Linked DNA regions of Arachis hypogaea: region 1 is linked to region 2. A link is a contact called in public Hi-C data. All regions are on one chromosome and are shown on one strand. The core of a region is the stretch at or near the end of the contact, and the rest is flanking DNA. Distances in the headings are between cores, read along the strand shown.

Region 1 (5,321 bases), core at 1,539-4,038, 150 kb after region 2:
CGGATGTTCCTATTGAACTGTTTGGTTTTTCTGGGCTTTTGGGTTATAATTCTTCTTACTGGATTTTGTTGTTGGGCTTGTTCCAATAGGGTTCCCTTTGGTTAATGTCTCTTTCTGACTTTCATTATCCACGCCCTGATTAGAGACATCATTTGTTTCTTTTTCTATTACCTCGTCCTCCACTACCTATAGTGAGGCATACCTCGTGCCTGTCATATTTGTCCCATTTTATATTTCTTTTTTGCTTCCTTATCCACTAGTCCCCCCACCAACCTTTCCAGTTTTTTTTCACCAACCTTTCCAGTTCTTTTTCCACAAGTTGCTCTCTGTACTACCATCCAAGGACCATATTGGTCATCATTCTCCTAAAGGACGTTTTTGCCCTTGTATTTTCCTGCAATTCCCATGCTGCCCTCGTATTTTTTGCCTTCTAACTATTCATTTTTCTTTGTCCCGCCATGTTTCTTCTGGTTGGCCTCCTCTTCTACTCTTTCCAGTTGCTTATTTTTCGGTATTTTTGTTGCAATTTGTTTTCTTATGTCCTACCATACTACAAGAGAAACAAATGTTATAAATCCCTTCATACTCCACTAGGTATTTAACTCCGTTAATGGCGTATTATGAGACCAAAGGCTCATTAAGATCAATTTCAATTTACAACCTAGCAAAATTTTCTCGATATTTGTTAGCTGTATTCGCGTCCATCTTGATTGTTCTTCCTATAATGTTTCCTATCCTCTTCAGCATTTCATCTTCATGGTATTCTATTGCTAGTCCTGGAAGTCTCACTCATGCCGCAATAGAGTTGATAATTGCTTCCTCCGGGTTGAAATTCGGATTCCATGGTCAAATTGTGAGGTAATAGTCTAGGATCTTCCATGGTCCTTCGATGAGGGCGAAATTTAAGTATTATTGAGAGTAAAATTTTACTACAAAGAAATCACTTCCTAGATCAATCACTTCAATAATGCTCTTCCTTCCCCACATAGTTTTTAGTCTCCTAGTGATTGCTGGACAGAAAATCTTCCTTCCGAGGAGTTTCACTATTAGGGTATCCCACTAGGGGTATCTAAGAGTCTTCACAGCTGCCTCGTTTAGGACGAAATTGAAAATCCCATCCATTCTCTCCACTCTAATTTTTGGGGTTTGACTGCTCATTTTTGTTGGCTCGGTAGTACCTCTATTTTTTTCCTCCTTGTCTCCTATCTCCATATCAGTGTCAAATTCTTCAGACTCTTCTCCCTCAGATGATGAGAAGCTGTCATCCTCCATGTCCATGGGGTTTGTCCTTCCTCTTACCGCATCTCTAGGTAGCGTTTGGTGGAGAGACAGAGACGTAAAGACTGAGACTGAGAGACAGAGACTAAGAGACAGATATTGAAATAAATCTCAGTATTCTGTTTGGTGCAAAATGGGAGACAGAAATTGAAACAAGAATGAAACTCTAATTTAATTTGCACAAAGGATAAAATTAGAATTAATTAATTGAAATGGGGGTATTTTAGGTATAAAATGTTATTAAAGTTTCAGTCTCCATCTCTAAAAATTTTAGTCCCCTGTCTCTCTACTTTTTGGAGGTACTGAAATACTGAAATTTTGGAGACAGAGACAAAAATTTTAGTACCAGTCTCTGAACCAACAAACATGATATTGAGTCACAGTCTCTCAATCTCTGTCTCAGTACCTCAAAACAAACGCTACGTAGGTAGCGTTTGGTGGAGAGACAGAGACAGAAAGACTGAGATTGAGAGACAGAGACTAAGAGACGGAGATTGAAATAAATCTCAGTATTCTGTTTGGTACAAAATGGGAGACAGAAATTGAAACAACAATGAAACTCTAATTTAATTTGCACAAAGGATAAAATTGAAATTAATTAATTGAAATAAAGGTATTTTAGGTATAAAATGTTATTAAAGTTTCAGTCTCCATCTTTAAAAATTTTAGTCCCCTATGTCCCTACTTTTTGGAGGTACTGAAATACTGAAATTTTGAAGACAGAGACAGAAAATTTAGTACCAATCTCTGAACTAACAAACATAATATTGAGTCACAGTCTCTCAGTCTCTGTCTTAGTACCTCAAAACAAACGCTATCTAAAAGACTTGGTTTTTTGGGTCTCCACTACCGGCTGGTGCATAGTCACTATATTTGGTTGTTGATTCTCTTCTAACATCCAATCCTCTTCTTTGGAAACGAGAGAGGTGTCTCTTATAAAGGTTTGGTCTTCCCCCACCTTGCATACTTTCGTTCCACTTCTTTCCATTATGTCTATCTTCTGCTCTGGTGGTTGTCGTGGCTCATGTGTCTTGGAGTGTCCTTCCTCCTTTAATGAGGTGGGGTTCAGCAGTGTTCACTGGGGTGTACGAAGAGAAAAATGAAGATCAAACCTTTTTAGATAAATAATTTTTTCACCGAAGTAGATTTTCTTGACTTCTTGGGCCTCAAAAGTTTGCTTGGACGGACAAACACCAACCTAGAAGAGCCCAATGTACATCTTAAGAGCCCTTTAAGCCTTTTAGACAAAAAGGTCAATGAGTCTTAACCCAATAAAAAACTCTTTGATAGTAACCAGTGTCTTTGGTTTCGTATGATGTGGTCACTTTACTCACTTGTCTACCCCCGTTGCCACGAAACAATTCACACTTTAGCCACGACGCCAGTAAGACAGAAAAGCCCATTGCTTAATCTAGACGGTAGAACAAATCAAATGGTTAAACTAACGGCTCAGATCGCATTATTATCCAACACCAACGGTTAACGACACAGAGGGTGCATCAAACGCCACGGACCTGCAACCACAACTCAATGCTCCGGTATATAAATCCACTACCTCTTTCCTTGCCCTACTTCATATTTTCCAAATTTCCAATTTCAGATTGTGTTGCTGAAGAAGAAAGAGAAGGCTTTACTCTCTGCGAATTTCTCACTCTCTCTCTCTCTCTCACTCACTCTCTCTCTTCAGGTACTTGCAGTGCTATCTGCAGTGTCGATTAGGGTTTAGAATCTGAAAAACCTAAGCCAGGTTTTGTCGTAGCTATTTATTAGAATTCAAATTTTGTACTAATTGATGATTATGTTTGCTCTGAATCCAAATGCTGTACCTAGAATTCTTGTTACTGTGAGTCTGTGATTTTGTGATGCGCTCTTTGTTGCACTCCTAGATTTTAGGAATTCTATTTAATTCAGCTCCAAGCCTTTGTAGAATGCGATGAATTATCTCTTTTTGTTTGTATGCTTGTATATATAATTTAGGGAAACTATGTTTGCATTTAGAGCAACACTGCATAGTGAGAACAACAATGAATTTCTTTAGTTTTGTCCTTCCATTTCTAACCTGCTAGTTAACTTTTTCTGTAGGATTATTACCGCGTTACTATTTGCTTGTTTGATTCATTAAGCTTTTGAAGGTGAAGGCTTGCTTATTCAACTATGGGAGATAGTGAAACAGTAGTTGCCGAAGCACCTGCAGCTGAGACACATGCTGCTGCTGGGTTTGGTGACTCTGCCTCAAACCCTACTCAGGAAGCAGCTTCTACTGTTGCTGAGCCTGCTGCAGAGGCTGTTACTCAAGCCAATTCAGCTTATGCCTTAGGTTATTCGAATACTGGCGACGGGAATGCTTATGCTGGGGATCCTAATGCTATGCAACCAGAAGCCCAAACCAATTCAATGGAGGATTCCAAGCAAGGTACTGAAGCTCCAAGTGGGCTTGGAAGTGCAGCTACAGGCTCAAGTCAAGTAAATGGTGGTCCAGTGGGTGCAATAGCAAATGCAACAGGACTTGAAAATGGGAATGCATTAGGGAACACTGATGGATCGGCTGATGAGAAACAGCTTGTGGATGGTTATGGTATGATATTTTCTGTTACCTATATGCAATGCAACCCAATTTTTGTGTCCGATTCATTTGTTTTATTATCATCTTTTATTTTGCTGCTTGCAGCTGCCATGTCTGCTGAAGAAGATCGACTGTGGAATATTGTAAGAGCTAATTCTTCAGATTTTACGGCTTGGACTTCCTTGATCGAAGAGACAGAGAAGGTGGCCGAGGTTTGTTTCCATAATACATAAGACTTGAATTAGTTGTTGGAACTTGGATGTGTTATTATTCTAGTATTAACGTTTTTATTTCGATGACTGGGAGGAAAGTGTTTTGCTCTGCTGTTTTCAGTGGCAGTGTCTGCTTCGAGCTTTATAATGTAATGTCTAGTTTGAGTATGTCTTGCATATAGAATATATGAGCTCTTTGATTCTTTTTTTTCCCTTTTTAATTGGAGTAGAGTTGTATGGATGCATGTTGTCGCTGGTTTGTGTCTATTCTCTGGTTATTCAGTCATTTCTTTCTTTCTTTTTTCGTTGTGGGGAATGTATTTTTACAATTCCAGCCAATTGCATGTGGTGTTTTCGCATTGAAGAAGTTTGAGATATTTTTAGACTTCTAATACTTCCTGAGAAAAAGATGAGGCAATGAAATGATATTTTAATGCATGATATTCTTGCAATTACAATTGTATGTATGTGTGTTCAAAGGCATTGAATTGAACCATCTACATTGTAAATTTAAAAATACATATCTGTGTTTTCCCCTAAAGAAAATTTAATTCAAAATAGTTTGTTGTAATTCTTTGTCTCTAAAAAATGCTTTTTCTGGTTGTAATTTTCACATGATTTTTTGTGGGCAATATATTTGATTTGGTTTTCCAAAAGGAGAATGAAGTGAGCACTGTTCTGCATTTTGTTACTCATTGGAATGCTTCTTAGAAATTGTGATATATCTGCCATATGAAAGTTCGTTTTTGTCTTCTATTGTCTTTCTAATCTCTGGATCTTTTTTTGATGGCAACATTGTTATTGTTTTTATTTCTGCTCTAAGTTCTAGTACTCACAAATGACAAAACCCATTCAATAAATTCATCATTGCAGGATAACATTCTGAAGATTCGAAGAGTTTATGATGCTTTTCTAGCTGAGTTTCCCTTATGTTATGGTTATTGGAAGAAATATGCTGATCATGAGGCACGGCTTGGCTCTGTCGATAAAGTTGTTGAAGTTTATGAACGTGCTGTTCAAGGTGTTACCTATTCAGTGGATATGTGGTTGCATTATTGCATATTTGCTATAGGCACGTATGGGGATCCAGACACTGTGCGTAGGTAATGGTTGCTTATTTTTTATTATTTTTTCCCCTTTTTGGCATTGGGAGGTTTTCATCAGATTTCTTATTCACTGGGCTGTGGTGTTTCTCGCCTGCTTTCTAACCGAATTTCAGAATGGGTGCAACAGTGATATCTTCCTTTTCTGGCGGAAAAGCTTTGATA
Region 2 (5,058 bases), core at 1,349-3,848:
GTGCTCAGCGGTTCAACTGCTGGTTCTTTAGGTAGTACTGCTGGTGGCACTCCATCCGATGTAGATCTTCTTCCTCTGGGAGTAACTTGAGGTGATACAGGTTTCTTTCCCTTGTCAATAATGCCTTCTTGTGAATGAACTTGATGAGCTTCAATCATTCCATTTCCATCAGATAATGCTGCAGCACTTTGAGCATGCAGTATAGAACCATTTCCAGGTACCGTGTCATCTTCTAATTTAGGAGTTTTCAATGGAAAAGCAGCTGAACTGGGACCACTGCTAATCTGATTATTTGAAGACTGAAACTCTGGACCTCTCAAGCGCAACCTCTTTTTAGGTCGCAGTGGCTGATCTTGCACTTCATCATCTAACTCTGCTTCCTGATTATTTACAAGTAAGGATGACATCTAATCAGGCATGCGAATAAGATCAACAAAGAAATGCAGATAACTTAGCGACATAAAAATCACTTTCATTTACATCAACTCTCTTGTTTTTCTTTTCCTGCTCTTGCTCCAGCACCTGTTACATATACAAACAAATGGATGATCCTATGTAGAATAGACCAGAGTATTAATAAAAATGAATAAATAAATAAATAACCCAGTATTCAATACAGTAGGAAATAGACCGGATTTTCCTCCTCCTCAAATATTGCATCTGCCAGAGCTCTATAGTTCTCTTCTTCAATAAGCTCCCAGTTTTTATCATACAACTTAAGGAGCTTCTTTAGTACTGGCTTCACTTTTGATTCATGAATCCCAAGATTTGCCATTGCCCGATAGGCTGCTACCACCTTTGGATTTGGCGCCATTTCCAACCAGCCAACGGAAACTTCGGTACAAGCTCTGAAATGCAAAATGTAATTAAATTTCAAAGATGCCAGAGATGGGAAAAGTACAATATGATTTATAGTCATTAAACTGCTCCTTGATACTGATTTTATAATACCGTAGAAAATAAAAGGAATGGTTGATTACAGAAAAATAGGGCCTTTTTTCTTCCATTTTCAGTTTATATGTTGTCACCACTAATTTAAAAAACTAGATATAATTAAATTCAGTTCCCTTTTTCAAAAAATTTTAGCATAACTTAAGAAAAGAAAATGAAAAATCAGACACAAATAAATATAATAACAATAATATAATATCAATGAAAACGTATCAAGCTCAACATGAAATCCAAGCAGAAAACAGACCAAACACTGCCTTGTTTTAAGATTGAGAACCTAACTTAACTCCAAAATGTTAGTTCATTTCCATATAACAATCAAGAAATAAATCCATTTAAAAGAAAAACATTGTACTGTGTTATTTTACCGATACAATACTGCTTTGCATTTGGTGGCGGCAGCGGGCGGGCGGGCGGGCGATGGGGGTGTTAGGTCAACATAACTAAAAAATGCTGATTGTTGAACAAAAAGCCTTGATCAGCTTATCAAGTAATTGGCTTGTGCTGCTATCAAGCACAACAAGCTGGTGCCACATATCAATAATGGCAGAAAAACATGAAAATTTTTTGTTTCAGCTATCGAATTGAATGAAAGAATGCACTAAGTAAAAATTAACAGCTGAAACGAACAAACAAAAAAAGCACACATATAGAAACAGAGAACAAGCTCACAGCCTAACCCAATCAACAAGATGCAAAACAAATCACAGTGACAAGAACATGCAACGGTAAATTTGCACAAATCTTCAGCACTAATATCTTACCTGGAGAGTGCTGATCGAATACAGAGTCCAAAAATCAAAACCTAAAAGCGACCGAAAACCTGCAAAAAAAATCAACGAAAGAGGAAAAAAATGAGAAACGTGAAAGTCAAAGCTTCCGCAATGGAGATTAAGAAACGAAATGTAAAAGGCTGACGCATTTGATTTAGTAGTAAAAGGAGGGAAAATGAAAGCGTCGAAACCTGACAGGAGCAGAGAGAAGGGATATTTTTGAGTATGGTTGAAGGAGGGAGAGGAAAATTTAATTAGAGGAATGTAGGGCGAAATTATTATTATAATTACAATATGATAACCATTTTATTATCGTAATTTTTTTATGATGATGACGACGATAGTAAGATGATGCATGATTTTACCTGGGCCTAACTGTGTCAGTAATTGAGTCACATTGATTGCATGAGATTGTTTCCGATGTGTTTTGGGGAGTTAGGTTTTTCACCGAGTGAAACAAGGCCGTGACGCACGCACTCGTTCGCTCGAGGGTCGAGACTGTGGAGTGTGGACTCAGCTGTAGACTAAGGGGAAGTAGTTTCTGACTCTCTTCTAAGCTACCATGGAAGCGCGTCCACCATACTCGCCGGTCCCCATTTTCGAAGATATATTATTTTGTGATTTTTCCGTTTTTTTTTCAAGCCCAAAGGGCCTCAGTTTTGATGAGCTATTAAAACTTAAAAGACCCAAATAGGAGAGCATTTTGTTTGGAAATTTAGAGTGAGAAGAAATTCAAAACAAAAAGAGGTGAAGTTAAAGTGAAAGGGCTGCAGCGGAGGCTTAGATCACGTGGCAATCAAATTGCCTCTCTTAATCAAGCTGCACTAAGTTCAAACTCCAGCTGAGACTGGGATGAGGTTCAAGAAAACCTCAAAGTGTGGGTGAGTGGGTGTGTGAGCAGCTTATATGGCATTTGTTCTCCTCATCTAATGAGACTAAAAATAAGTGAAAAGGAAAATCCTGTTTAAATATACTCATGTTAATTTTATTATATAAATAGCTTTTTTTTTATGTATTTTGATTTATATAATTATTATTGATCTTATTATTTTCGTTTTCTTGAATTGTTTTTTATTTTTTTATGACTTAATAATTTAAATAAAAATAATTAAAAAAAAATGATGGCCAAAAATGAAGGCTAAAAGTCTAAAGCAATAATATCATTTCTCAGTATTATTATTATCAATACGAACTTTATTATTTTTTTTTCTAACATTCTTTAATATGAACTTCAATTTTTTTCTTCATTATTATTAATGCTTTTATTATTTTCTTATTTAATTATAAATCTCCTTATAATAATTCTTCGATAGAATATTTTTTTGGTCTAATAGATTTTTTTACTATTTTTTTGTCAAAAATAATTTACATTAGAAAAAAAAGATACAAATTAAATTTTAAAATTAAAATTTAAATAAGATGTGCAAAGGGCAACTATTGAATTTATTTGGTAGATTTAAACTCTTTGTATTATCGTCATTGGAAATTTCAAATACAATTATAAAATTCTAGATATTTTTTATCTTATTAATCTTAAATTATATATTATACTGTGTATTTGAAGAGTTTTATCCTTTTTGAAATAAGCGTAACATTATATACTTTTTTGGATACAAAGGGATAATAAAGTTGAAGTGAGTAACAAAATTAATTATATAATAAGATACAAATTTTTAGATTTTTTAGCACAATTGACAAAATTTTTTATTCAAAATAAATTTTTACTCTATTTTTTATCTTTTATTTGATTTTTTTAATAATTTTTTTATTTTTTTAATTAATTATGATTGTAACAATTCATCACAAATTGGTATTTTGTAGAAAGAAATTATCAATCATAAAATACAGAAGACTTAACCAAAAAATTTAAAAAATATTGATTAATCACAAAATAAAAAAGTATAAATTGTGCTTTAATTATGTTGTAAAATACAAATTGGGGCTATTTAAAATTAGTTTTGAATAAATTACCATTTGTACCCATGAAAAATACAGACGCTGACAAATGTATTTATATAAGAATAAAACGACAATTGTAACCACGGAAGATGGCTTTCGTGTGCCAAAAGTACCATAACGGACTAATTATGTAACCAACGTCTTGGTACTCTTGGCACACGGAGACTATCTTCCGTAGTTATAATTGTCGTTTTATTCTTATATGGTACATTATTTGTCAGCGTCTTTATTTTTTATGGGTACAAATAGTAATTTATTCATTAGTTTTTTATCATTAATGTTAACTTAAATTATAATAAGGTAAAAAGTGAAAATTGTATATAATAATTTAATTTAATTATTTATACTATCAAAATTATTCTTTATTATATTCCATTCACTTTTATTCATTAGTGATTTTTAATTGTCTATTTTAAATAAAAATTTGAATGGATTGAATTGATTTTTTTCAAATTAATAATATAATTATTGTGACATTTGTTTTGCTCAATAATATTTTTTAATTTATTTAATCTAATTAATCATCTCTTTTTTATTTTATGCTAATTTAACTAATTAAAATTAATAAATTTCAGTTATTTTAATTCTTATAACTTTTTATTCTAATAATGTATTTCAATTAATCCATTAATACAATTTTAAAATTTATATGTCATTAATAATAATCTCATTTTAAAGTGATGTTTATATATATATAAAATGTTTAATTTGTAGAAAATCTACTGTTTCTTTATACGATTAGGTTAGACATATTTATATTCAATTTATTTGATTACTTAATTAGAATTAATTATATTAAAAAATTAGATTAAGATTATGGTAGACTAGTTATATTGTTATTAATTAATCATATTAAAAGATTAAGATTATGATAGATTATCATTATTTTATTACTTTTTATTTTGATATTAATTCAGATATTTAGTTTCTTTTTATTATTATTTTTATTCTTTTATTCTGTGTTTATTCTCATAAATCTTGCTAAATTAAATAAGGTACCGTATATTTTTATTTTATTCCTCTTTTATATACACATAAAATTTATTAAATTATTTTTCTTCCGTTTAGTAATTTTGTTTCTCTTCTATTTATATTTCTTTCCTTCAATATTTTATTGGTTAGTACACTTAACATTTTTTATTTATGTGTAATATACATTCTTATGTATGTTATAGAAATATGATTTGATTCCATTAACTTGCAAAATTTTTTTGAAAAATCTAAAGTTAAAGTACAAAAATATATTTATCAATATTTTACTTTTTTAACTAAAAAATATAATATTTTTTTACCATATTTACTGAAATCCTAAGTTAAATATGAATATTGATTTTTGAAATAGAATAAATATATTTTAAATTTTTTTGCATCTAAA

What was found. A called contact is a pair of places that touch in the nucleus more often than the background predicts.
Region 1: a Hi-C map of an unstated tissue shows a contact between it and region 2, with 4 times the contacts expected there. The contact joins the promoter of LOC112758777 here to the promoter of LOC112758773 in region 2. A contact is called at or near these places in 3 of 8 Hi-C or Micro-C datasets (leaf and an unstated tissue).

Annotation. Positions count from the first base shown.
Region 1 is chr16:28,481,170-28,486,490 of arahy.Tifrunner.gnm2.J5K5, forward strand. It overlaps LOC112758777 (pre-mRNA-processing factor 39-1), which reads left to right and starts at 2,789. Exons shown (of 14, transcript XM_025807525.3): 1 at 2,789-2,965; 2 at 3,361-3,853; 3 at 3,947-4,053; 4 at 4,927-5,156. The coding sequence starts at 3,433.
Region 2 is chr16:28,333,017-28,338,074 of arahy.Tifrunner.gnm2.J5K5, forward strand. It overlaps LOC112758773 (probable inactive histone-lysine N-methyltransferase SUVR2), which reads right to left and starts at 2,599. Exons shown (of 12, transcript XM_025807517.3): 1 at 2,090-2,599; 2 at 1,716-1,774; 3 at 632-848; 4 at 481-522; 5 at 1-380. The coding sequence starts at 814.